Linked DNA regions of Mus musculus: region 1 is linked to region 2. A link is a contact called in public HiChIP or PLAC-seq data. All regions are on one chromosome and are shown on one strand. Each heading gives the region's core, a stretch centred on a gene start, on an enhancer-like site or on the middle of the called end of the contact. The rest is flanking DNA. Distances are from core to core; before and after follow the strand shown.

Region 1 (4,870 bases), core at 109-2,608, 330 kb before region 2:
TGTATTCGTGAAGATGTGGGAACAGCCTCCAGGGTACTCAGCATCTCCAGGTTTCCATTTCTCACCAACCTCTTTGAAATCAGCTGATATCCCCATTCTTCATTTTAATCACCCAGCCTAATTTTGACATTAGGCTGACTGGTGGAGACCTTTTAAAAAACATTCACCTGTTGCTCTGAGGATTCAATAAATGAATAAAAGCCAAGCATGTGGTCTACAGCTGCGTGTGGGTTAGCTGCTGTCATTAAGAAATGTCTGTGGGTTGGTGTGTTAATCTTAGCTCTTGGAGGGCTAAGGCAGGTAGATCTCTGAGTTGGAGGCCAGCCTGGTCTATACAGTGAGTTCTGTGATAGCCAGGCTATGTAGAAAGACTTATCTTGGGGTTAGGGGGAGAAAAATAAAAGAAAGAAAAATTGGATGGGACTGGCAAGCTTGCTCAGTGGGGTAAAGGCACTTCTCTTCTACCCTGATAATCTGAGTTCAATCCCCAAGACCCACAGAGTAGAAGGAAAGACCAAATTCCTGAAAGTTGTCCTCTGACTTCCACACACACGCTGTAGAGCATACATGCCAACACACACACTCCCCTCCCAAGTCGACGAATACATACATGTAATATTTTTTTAATGTTTATACTTGCCAGATGTTGCGGCACTTACCCCCAGTCTCAGCACTTCGTAGGATGAGGCAGGGGGATCACAGGTTTCAGGCCAGCTTTGATATCAAGGTCTAAAAAATAAAATTTAAACAGCAGCTAGGTGTGGTGGCCTGTGCCTTTTAATCTCTGGAGGCAGAGACATCCAGATCTCTGTGGGTTTGAGGCCAGCCTGGTCCACAAAGCAAGTTCCAGGCCAACCAGCGCTACACAGCCCAGTCTCAAAATAAAAATAAAATAAAATAAAATAAAATAAAATAAAATAAAATAAAATAGAAAGGGCAGGGAGGTAGGGAGGGCCAGAAGAGCTTGCTTTGGTGGGTGGCTTTAGCTGAGTGCTCTGGGTCAGTCTTAAGTGTTTCTATGTCTGGCCTGCAGGTGGCAGCATGCCCCGGGCCTCCTTGTGATGTCAGGAGGCTGGACAGCCAAGAAAGAAGAAAATGGACTCCCTCCTTCTGAAGACTTGCCTGGAAGCCAGCCCCGAGTGAGTGTGAGCTTTTGCAGCCTCCTGCGTTAGATTGTAGGCGCTGATGTGAACCACATGTGTTCTGTGTTGGAGTTGTTAGTTGATATTCACAATTCGTCTACAAAACCATAATCTGTGAAACCAGCTATCTTTTTAATGTTGCAGGGAATGAAGGACTCCGGGTGGGAGTGGGGAAAGTGCACCCCAGTAGCTCAGCAGGTGTGTGGTATGTTGGAGTGTGAGGTATCTGTGCTAGGCTCTTTAGTCGCTCTCACAGCTGCTCTGTAGTGCTTCAGGGTCCACTGGGGACTTATCCTGGCTCACCAGATCCCGATTTCTGTCAGCCCTAAGGCCAGACTACTCCCTTGATCACCCCACCCACAACCCATTAGTTTAATAGCTTACTTACCCTAAGACCTTATTTGTGCTTCAGTCCTTTGAGGGGCTGGAGAGACCTCAGGGGCTGCGAATGCTTGCGGGTGGAGAACACATCCTTTTCTTTCTAGAGGACATGAGTTCCGTTCCTAGCTCATAACCCACCCCTGGAACTCCAGCTCCAGAGACTGATGTGTTCCTCGGGCCTCTCATGGCACACACACACACAGCTGTGCACATGCACAGGCACAAAAAATAACGCTTTAAAGAAAACTCAGTGGACTTGAATGGGCTGGTGGTCTATTTTTTTTTAATCCCATTTTGTTAGTGTTTCTACCAAATGTTGTATTGTTGTTGAGATTACCTCTGCCTTTTCATGCCAAAGTCACTGCACCCCTCCTTCCTTCTACCCGCCCTCCCTGAATTTCACCTGCTGGGCTTGGTGTGATGACTGTCCCTCAGCTGCGATCCCTTTAAGTCCCCACCTGAGAAGGTTCCTGTGACATCAGCAGCAACCTTGGTGGTCCCTGTTGCTCAGCCCCAACCTGGGTCAGCTTTGCTCCACACTGTCTTCATCCTATGGAATTCCAGACACTCAGCTGGAATGTTGGATCTTAATTTTACCAAACACCCTGCTTAAGAGAGAGGTTTTGCTGGGCGGTGGTGCTGCACGCCTTTAATCCCAGCACTTGGGAGGCAGAGGCAGGTGGATTTCTGAGTTCGAGGCCAGTCTGGTCTACAGAGTGAGTTCCAGGACAGCCAGGGCTATACTGAGAAACCCTGTCTTGAAAAACAAAAAACAAACAAACAAAAAAAGAGTGAGGTTTTTATGGTTGGAAGAAAGAGGTATTTTGTAAATCAAGTTTGCTTTTTGTCTTTTGCCTAAAATTACTAATTTTTAAAAAGTATTTAAATTTGGGCCTGGGCATAATAGTTCATATCTTTAGTTCTAGGGCTGCAGGCTGATCTCTATGGGTTTGAGGAAACCTTGATCTACATAGTAAGTTCCCAGACAGCCAGGGCTACGTAGTGAGACTCTCCAAGTATGATCGCTGTCTTCAAACACTCCAGAAGAGGGCATGGGATCCCATTACAGATGGGTATGAGCCCCATGTGGGGGCTGGAATTGAACTCAGGACCTCTGGAAGAGCAGTCAGTGCTCTTAACCGCTGAGCCATCTCTCCTGCCTTCCAAAACAACTTTTTAATTGATGTATTTTGTTTACAATCCAGTTTCTTTCTCCCTCTCCTGCTCCCTCCTACCTTCACCCCTCCTTCCTCGCTTTGTTTTTTTTTTTGTTTTGTTTTTGTTTTTGTTTTTTTTGAAACAGAGTTTCAACAGTAGCCCTGGCTGTCTGAGAACTCACTCTGTAGACCAGGCTGGCTTCCAACTTATAGATCTGCCTGCCTCTGCCTCCTAAGTGGTGGGCTTGAAGATGGGCACCATGCAGTTTAGTTCCTTTCTCTTCTCTCTCTTAAATTGTCTTCATTTGTTTGCTGTTTCATTTTGGCTATCTGTGGCAGTGGGTTTATTCTCAAGCACAGTCAATAGCCTAGAGAAAGAATTACTACCAGGAGGAGGGGGATGGACGTGGGGTGGCTCAGCAGGCGAAGGTGCTTGCCGCCAAGTCCAGAGACCTGAGTTCAGTCCACAAGACCCACATGGCAGAGAGAGAGAACCAACTCCCACAAGATGTTCTCTGATGTCCATTGTGGTGCTTACAAGTGCACACAGACAGGCACACAAAATAAAATGGAACTTCAAACATGTTTTTTTTTTTTTTTAAAGATTTATTTATTTATTATATGTAAGTACACTGTAGCTGTCTTCAGACACTCCAGAAGAGGGCGTCAGATCTCGTTACGGATGGTTGTGAGCCACCATGTGGTTGCTGGGATTTGAACTCTGGACCTTCAGAAGAGCAGTCGGGTGCTCTTACCCACTGAGCCATCTCACCAGCCCCCAAACATGTTTTTAAACAGCTAATATTAGGGCTGGAGATGTAGCTCAGTGGTAGAAAAAAAAACAACGGCTGGTGGTGGTGGTGATGTTATTCTTTAGTTAGAAATACAGAAGTCAGGGCTAGGGGTGTCACCCAGGGAACTGGCCTACCCTGAGTTTCATTCCCAGCACCTAAAAAAAATGAGAGAGAGAGAGAGAGAGAGAGAGAGAGAGAGAGAGAGAACGAACTGTGACTTACAGAACAAGTTAGGATGCCCCAAGACCCCTGGTTTCTTACCCCTTTGGCCTCCAGTGGATGGGAGATGAACCACATTTGTCTTCATACTGACCAGAAAAACAAAGTGAAATTAACGAGAAACAAAAACATAATCTTCAAACTATACCTGACTTTAAACTTACTATCCTTTATTCAACTGTCTGTCCCGTTTCTTTTAACCCAAATTGTTGAAACACCCTGGCCAAACTTCCCTGATCTGCATGATTCAGATTTTACTGGTTAAGGGTTGAAGTCGCATCACAAGAGCCAGAATGCTTGCCTAGGATGTCCAAGTCTGCATGCTTCGGCCCCAGCACCACAAAGTTAACAAACAAATTACCAGTTAGAGGACAGATGGTGCAGCTAGCTGGTAAAATGTGTCAGATTCCATTCTGCAAACTGGAAAGGGTTGTTGGTGGTGGTGGTTTGGTTTTGAGACAGGGTTTCGTCTCCCTGGCTATCCTGGAACTCCCTTTGTAGACCAGGATGGCATCAAACTCACAGAGACCTACCTGCCTCTGCCTCCCAGGCTGGGATTAAAGATGTGCCCCGGGGGCTGGTGAGATGGCTCAGGGGGTAAGAGCACCCGACTGCTCTTCCAAAGGTCCGAAGTTCAAATCCCAGCAACCACATGGTGGCTCACAACCACCTGTAACAGAGATCTGATGCCCTCTTCTGGTGCGTCAAGACAGCTACAGTGTACTTACATATAATAAATAAACAAATCTTAAAAAAAAAAATGTGCCCCACCACCTCCCAGCTTGGAAAAGTTTTCTTTTAAAACTTGAAAAGCCCTCCTCTGTACCGAGGTTTTGCGACACATTTGAGGGACTCACACCAACAAACACTGAACTCCAGGGGCATAGCTGGCTTGGCTTCATTCTAGAAACTGATACAAAAGAACCAAATTCTTGCTGCAAGTGAGCTGTTATCCCAGTCAGTGACTTTGGGAGCAGTCTTCATCTTTTAAGTGCTTGCAGATGTCTGGATGGGTGTTATCTGAGTTGGTTAAGCGCTGGTCACAGATAGCTAAGATTCTCATACAAGTCTTCCCAAACATGTCTGACTGACTGCTATGAACCAGGAACCTCTGGGACAAATGGGGCATTTCATGCTGCCTGACTTGGGTCAGTAGGCACCCCAACTATGAATTTGT
Region 2 (5,260 bases), core at 1,130-3,629:
ATAAGCCCAAAACTACAGTTAACTGTAAAAAAAAAAAAAAAAAAAAAAAAACACCTCTGTAAGGAATCAGCAAGGCTTAGCACATGATAAGAGAGGAAATTATCTTTCCAGGATGATAAGGAAGGGACGAAAGAGACCAGACTTCTAAATTCCAGCCAAACTCCACCCGACATCTCCACCCAAATTCAGTTCCATCTGAGTCCTCCCAGGAGGCTGACAGCCCAGAGCGCAGAGGGCGGGGAAGGCGTCCATCCCTCTGGCACAACCATCAAGGCCCCAAGATTCCAGCCGTAGCTGAACTTGAGTCCCCGCTCTGTGCTTTGGCTCAGTATGGGGATAATAATGAAGACTTCCCACAGAAGCGATCCATAAGCAAACAGAGGCAAGGTCTTCCCAAGCCCCAGCTGTACAATGTGGACGCTCAGCTGGCCCCCTGATGATACCTCTGGCGACGGTGCGACCAAGGCAAACACATTTTCTGCAGCCATCTCATACCCAGCTGGGTATTTACTGAGTCCTTATCATGTCCTGACACTATCCACACAACTCTATGAGGCAGATACGCTTTTCTCTTACTCTGTAGATGAGAACACGGAGGGTTAAACAGCTTGCAAGAGGTCCCATGACCAACAAGTGGTATCTCTAGGAATCCTCTCGGGCCACTGATGCTGGCTGCTTTACACATACTCTCATCCGGCAAGATCAACTGCTAGACAAACCTCTGACCTCAATACAGAACAGACACACCTTCTGGTCGGCTAAGCACAGAAAACACAGCGTCAGACAGGCACACACACACACACACACACACACACACACACACACACCCCTTTTGGTCTCCATCCACTAGGCAGGTTTATAAGGACTCAGCTGTTTTCCTGCAGTACATAAATTCCATTTTACGTACTGCATTTCACGCCGCGGGAGTGAAGTGGACCTTGGTTTGGCCCAGCCTCTGCATCTGTTACCCATGAAGTCAAACTTACTTAACAGACACACAGCCCCCTCCCCAAGGGGCACAGAACACACCAGTCTACACATTATGAAAGCTCCTGCTTTGTTATGCATATTCGCAAAGACCAACAAATGTATTTTCAGATTAAAGAAGAAATTTGCATATATAAATTCAGATGACAGTATTTATAGCAAAATTACATAAGTCCTGGCTCCCTTATTTAGCCCCAGAACCAATTCGTTATCGGTCACACATTCAGAATTCTCCCTCCCTCCAACAGCCCTGGGCCCTCCTCCACCTCCTCCCTCTCTTCCCCTCCTCCCCTTCCAGTCGACCAGGGCCTCACATGCTGGCAAGAGGACACAGCTTCCTTCACCGTCACAGCCTAGCCTCCCAGACACACCCAAATCCAGCCTTAGACACCAAGAGTGCAGACAACCCCCAAAAGGCCTCCCTCCGCATGCTATAGCCTGGCTCAAGTCCACAGACACCCCCCTTAGGACCACCAAGGGGCGTCAGCCTAGAGAGAGGCAGGTCCAGACTGGGGCCCAAACAAACACTCAATGGTTTGGATCTGGAATCACTTCAGCTCCTGGGAATGGCTGCCGCAGAGCCAGAGCCAACCACTGAGGCCCTGGACCTGTCTGGAGTCGCACCCAGGATCCAGGTTCCCGGGAGGGCAGTGGAGGAGATGAGCAGCGAGCCTGGGTTCTTCCAACCCAAAGTCTGCAACTCCCCTGAGCTCTTTCTGGAATGTGTGTGTGTGCTGGGGGGTAGAAAAATCCCTGGATCCCTGGGGCTCCATCCTCACTCTTTGCACCCAGATAACAGCACCTGCGCGGCAAAGGCAAGTACCCAGAGGTGCAGGAACACCCTGGGAGAGAAGAGTCGGGGGCGTCCGGGATCCTCCCCTCTGGACACGAGTCTTGTCTTCACACCTGCCCCGATCAGCCCAGATCTTGGCTTCTTCCCGCGAAAGAGCTCACATCGCGCGAAGCCCAACACTCTGAGACACCCTCCCGGGGTTAGCTCCCGGGTCCCGGGGTTCGAGGCCCCGCCGCGCGGTGCTGACAGCCCGCCTCGCGCCCCCTCCCGTGCCCCTGCGCGCCACAGGCCTCACCGAGACGCGTTCCAAGTCGGTGGCCGCCATGGCGAGCTGCGCACCGGGCGGGCGGGTTGCGGGGAACGCCGGGGCCGCGGCGGGGATGAGCCGGCTGCGGGACGCGCTCCGCCCGGGCGGCTGCGGCTGAATGGATCCAATATGGCCACTTCCTGGAAACTCCCCTTGGCGGCGGCGGCGGCGGGAGAAGCCGCGGAGCCGGCCCCGCCCCCGCCCGCGGGACCGGCCTCCCTACCCGGCTCGGCCCCAGCACAGCGCACTCCCCGCGGCTGGGACCGACGGGGGTCTCCGCGGCTTGGCAGGAGGTACTAGCTGCGGGTGCTGCTGGGACTTGTAGTCTGTGAGGTGGGGGGCCCGGACTGCCACGTCTGGGGGACCCGGGCCTCTCCGAGGCCTGCTGAGTGTCCCTTGGAAGCCAGATTAGTGCATAGCACAGAGGGGTGCTACGTGTGCCCTGGGAGTTCTGCCTCCAAGCTGACTGTCTCTACAGGAACCTGCAAACGCACTGGGACCACCGATCGGATGGTTCATGCGCTGCAGGTCCGAGAGAGATCCCTCAGCCTCTTCTGCCTGTGCCATAGGTCCCACCTGATGCTCTAAGCTGGAGCTAGGGCGGGAGCCCTGGGCTGGACCGGTGCATCCTGCCAGGCAGCCTTTGGCTCCTTGCGCAATGATGAACCGGAGAAAGATGCAGTTTGGGAAGCGGACTCGACATCTATGCGCAGCATACTGCTAGTGATCCTCACCCTGCTTGTCCCACGAGTTTGGAGTTATGGCATTATGCAGAGAGGAACTTGGTTCTCACAGTACGCACATCTTCGCCAACCATACCACTCAAAAAAAAACCTACACAAACGTCTCAAGAGGCTCCGTAAACTTTTTCAGTGACTACAAGATCTAGCTCGCCCCGTCTTCTTTTCCCTGCCTTTCCCTAAGGTCTCCCTGATAGTAAGGCAAACTTTGCCTCTGTCCCTCCACTACCCACGAATGTGCATCCCACCCCCAATATCTTCTTGAGAAACAACCCTGTCCTCCCCTCAGTGGAAACGTATGCCTGCTGGAGGTATCTGGAGACCACATCTGGACTTGGCACACCCCGTGCTGTGGAACACTTCCTGTCCCCTCCATAGAGTCAGTCTCTCTCTCTCTCTCTCTCTCTCTCTCTCTCTCTCTCTCTCTCTCTGAAGAGAGAAGAAGCTTTTCCCTTCTTTCTTTACAAACCATGTCTTGTCTCCAAGGTACCCAGCTGAAGTATCTTGGAGTTCTTAACAGTGTTTTTATTTTGTTGGATGCTCCACCGTGCTGTTGTTCCTTGTACGTTCTCTGACAAGAAATGTGGCCCCGTGCAGCTCAGTTTGGTAGAGTGCTTGCTCGCTAGCGTGCAGGAAGCCCTGAGTTCTGTCCCCAGCACTGCATAAGCCAGATGTGAGGGGCACATTTATAATCCTAGTATTTGGAAGTTAGAGGCAGGACAGTTCAGAGTTCTAGTCATCCTCCATTATAAAACAAAATGGAGGCCAGTCTGGTGACCCCCCCCCAAAGAAAGAAACAAGACACCCCCCAAACAAACAAGCAAACAAACACCTGGGGTCACAGCACAGTGGTTAGAGTGGGGAGGTGGATTAGTGATGAACTTTCCTGTTTGAATCACATCCCACACCCAGCTTCTTAACCTTACTATGAAAGCTACTCTTCTGATGGCGTGTATCCATGAGCCAGCAAGGTGGCTCAGCGGGTAAAGTTGCTTGCCACCCAATCTGATGGCCTGAGTTCAATCCCTGGGATCTACACAATGGAGAGAACTGGGTCCCTCAAGTCTCTGAAAATGAAGAAAAACAAGCAAGGGGCTTTAAATTGTGATTGGAACCCATTGTTTGCTAGTGTCTCCTCTAGCCCTAATGTCTGACCCCGGGAGTGCATGGGAGAGCATGCGGAGTGCATGGGGAGAGCATGCGGGGTTGAGGATTCCATCATCTGAAACAGTTGCTGCAAGGAAACATGCAAGTTTCTCCTCGCTGCCTTTTTCTTTCTCACTCCTCCTTGGCCTTAGACTACCTTCTAAATGGCCTTTCATTTCCACTCGAGTGTTATTTCAAAACATCCACTTAGTTTGGTGTGGTGGCACTCACCTTTAATCCCAACCAGACAGATCCTGTCTCAAATAAAAAAGAGGAAGGATGGAGAGACGGCTCAGCAGTCTTTTAGAAGACCCATAGTTTCCAACATCCAAATCGTGGGGCAGCTTACAACAGCATGTCACTCCAGATGCAGGGGTGTCTGATGCCTCTGGCCTCCTTGGGCACACACACACACACACACACACACACACACACACACACACACCAGGGAGACTGGTGACTTCCCTCTCTTGAGAAGTGTCCACTCTCCTAGGAAAACTTTCTCCTCATCTCCAAGCCTCTGATTTTCATATTATGTGAGTTACTCTGTCCACGCAGCTGTGGGTTTGCACTTCTGAAGGAGTAAGGATAGTCTGTGGGGGCTGCAAGGTGAGTAGACTGATCTTTTCACATGTAGGATTTTCTGCAGCAGTATTCCATGTGGTCCTTATACACACCCAGGGGTACAGCTAGGGTAGGCTGAGTCCCAAAGTCACATGATCAAAGGCGAAGAAGTCCCGGAGGAAGTCCTCAGAGCCTCAGAGCTTTTGGTTGCCTGATGAACATTGTCTCAGAGAAAGCAAACTATATACCACTCTCTACCCCACCCTGCCCTGACCCCAATCCCTCCCCACCTCATATGCAAAGCCAGTAGGAATCTAAACAAGGCAGCCCTCACTGCAGGAAACAGGGCCTTCCTGGCCTCTTGCTTCTCTTGTGTCTGTTGATAGTTTGTCATTTCTTTTGTTGCACAGAGGTTCCAGTTTTTCATGGTTCTCCTGTTATTGTTGTTATGACTTTCATTTTTCTTCTTTAATAAAAAGCCTGGAATGTATCTCTGGAGGGGGTTGCCTGGCTCACAGGAACAAGGCCCCTGGGCTTGCTCCCTGGCACTGGTGGGGAGGGCTTGTAAAAGAAGTTCTTGATCTTTATCTCAAGTTCATAAAATGATCAAAGGGTGGGAGGCCGGGGTGTGGCTGAGTGGTAGGCCACTTGAGTGACAGGAGCACCGCCCTGTGTTCTATCCCCAGCACCAGGGACGACCAGCTGCACTCTAGTTACTGCTGA

The links. HiChIP or PLAC-seq counts read pairs in DNA pulled down with a chosen protein or histone mark.
Region 1: an H3K27ac HiChIP or PLAC-seq map of embryonic stem cells shows a contact between it and region 2, with 3 times the contacts expected there. The contact joins the enhancer-like site here to the promoter of Septin8 in region 2. A contact is called at or near these places in 2 of 39 promoter capture datasets (the HPC-7 cell line and embryonic stem cells), 1 of 484 Hi-C or Micro-C datasets (CD8 T cells), 5 of 115 datasets of contacts at active chromatin or transcription factors (astrocytes, embryonic stem cells, epiblast stem cells and 1 more) and 1 of 9 other capture datasets (embryonic stem cells).

Annotation. Positions count from the first base shown.
Region 1 is chr11:53,846,274-53,851,143 of GRCm38.p6, reverse strand. Gm12216 (predicted gene 12216) reads left to right here. Exons shown (of 4, transcript NR_033332.1): 2 at 1,034-1,139. It overlaps Gm30785 (a long non-coding RNA gene), which reads right to left. Exons shown (of 3, transcript XR_879845.2): 3 at 3,440-3,782. Among named protein-coding and RNA genes, the nearest start is that of Gm30785, 8.4 kb to the right of the region's middle. Within about 2 kb of position 1,358, at least 78 of the 459 cell types and tissues checked have an H3K27ac peak or open chromatin away from gene starts, as enhancers often do. A contact at or near this core is called in CD8 T cells, the HPC-7 cell line, embryonic stem cells and 1 more, where this site is marked.
Region 2 is chr11:53,516,855-53,522,114 of GRCm38.p6, reverse strand. Septin8 (septin 8) reads right to left here and starts at 2,379. Exons shown (of 10, transcript NM_001347496.1): 1 at 2,076-2,379. The coding sequence starts at 2,105.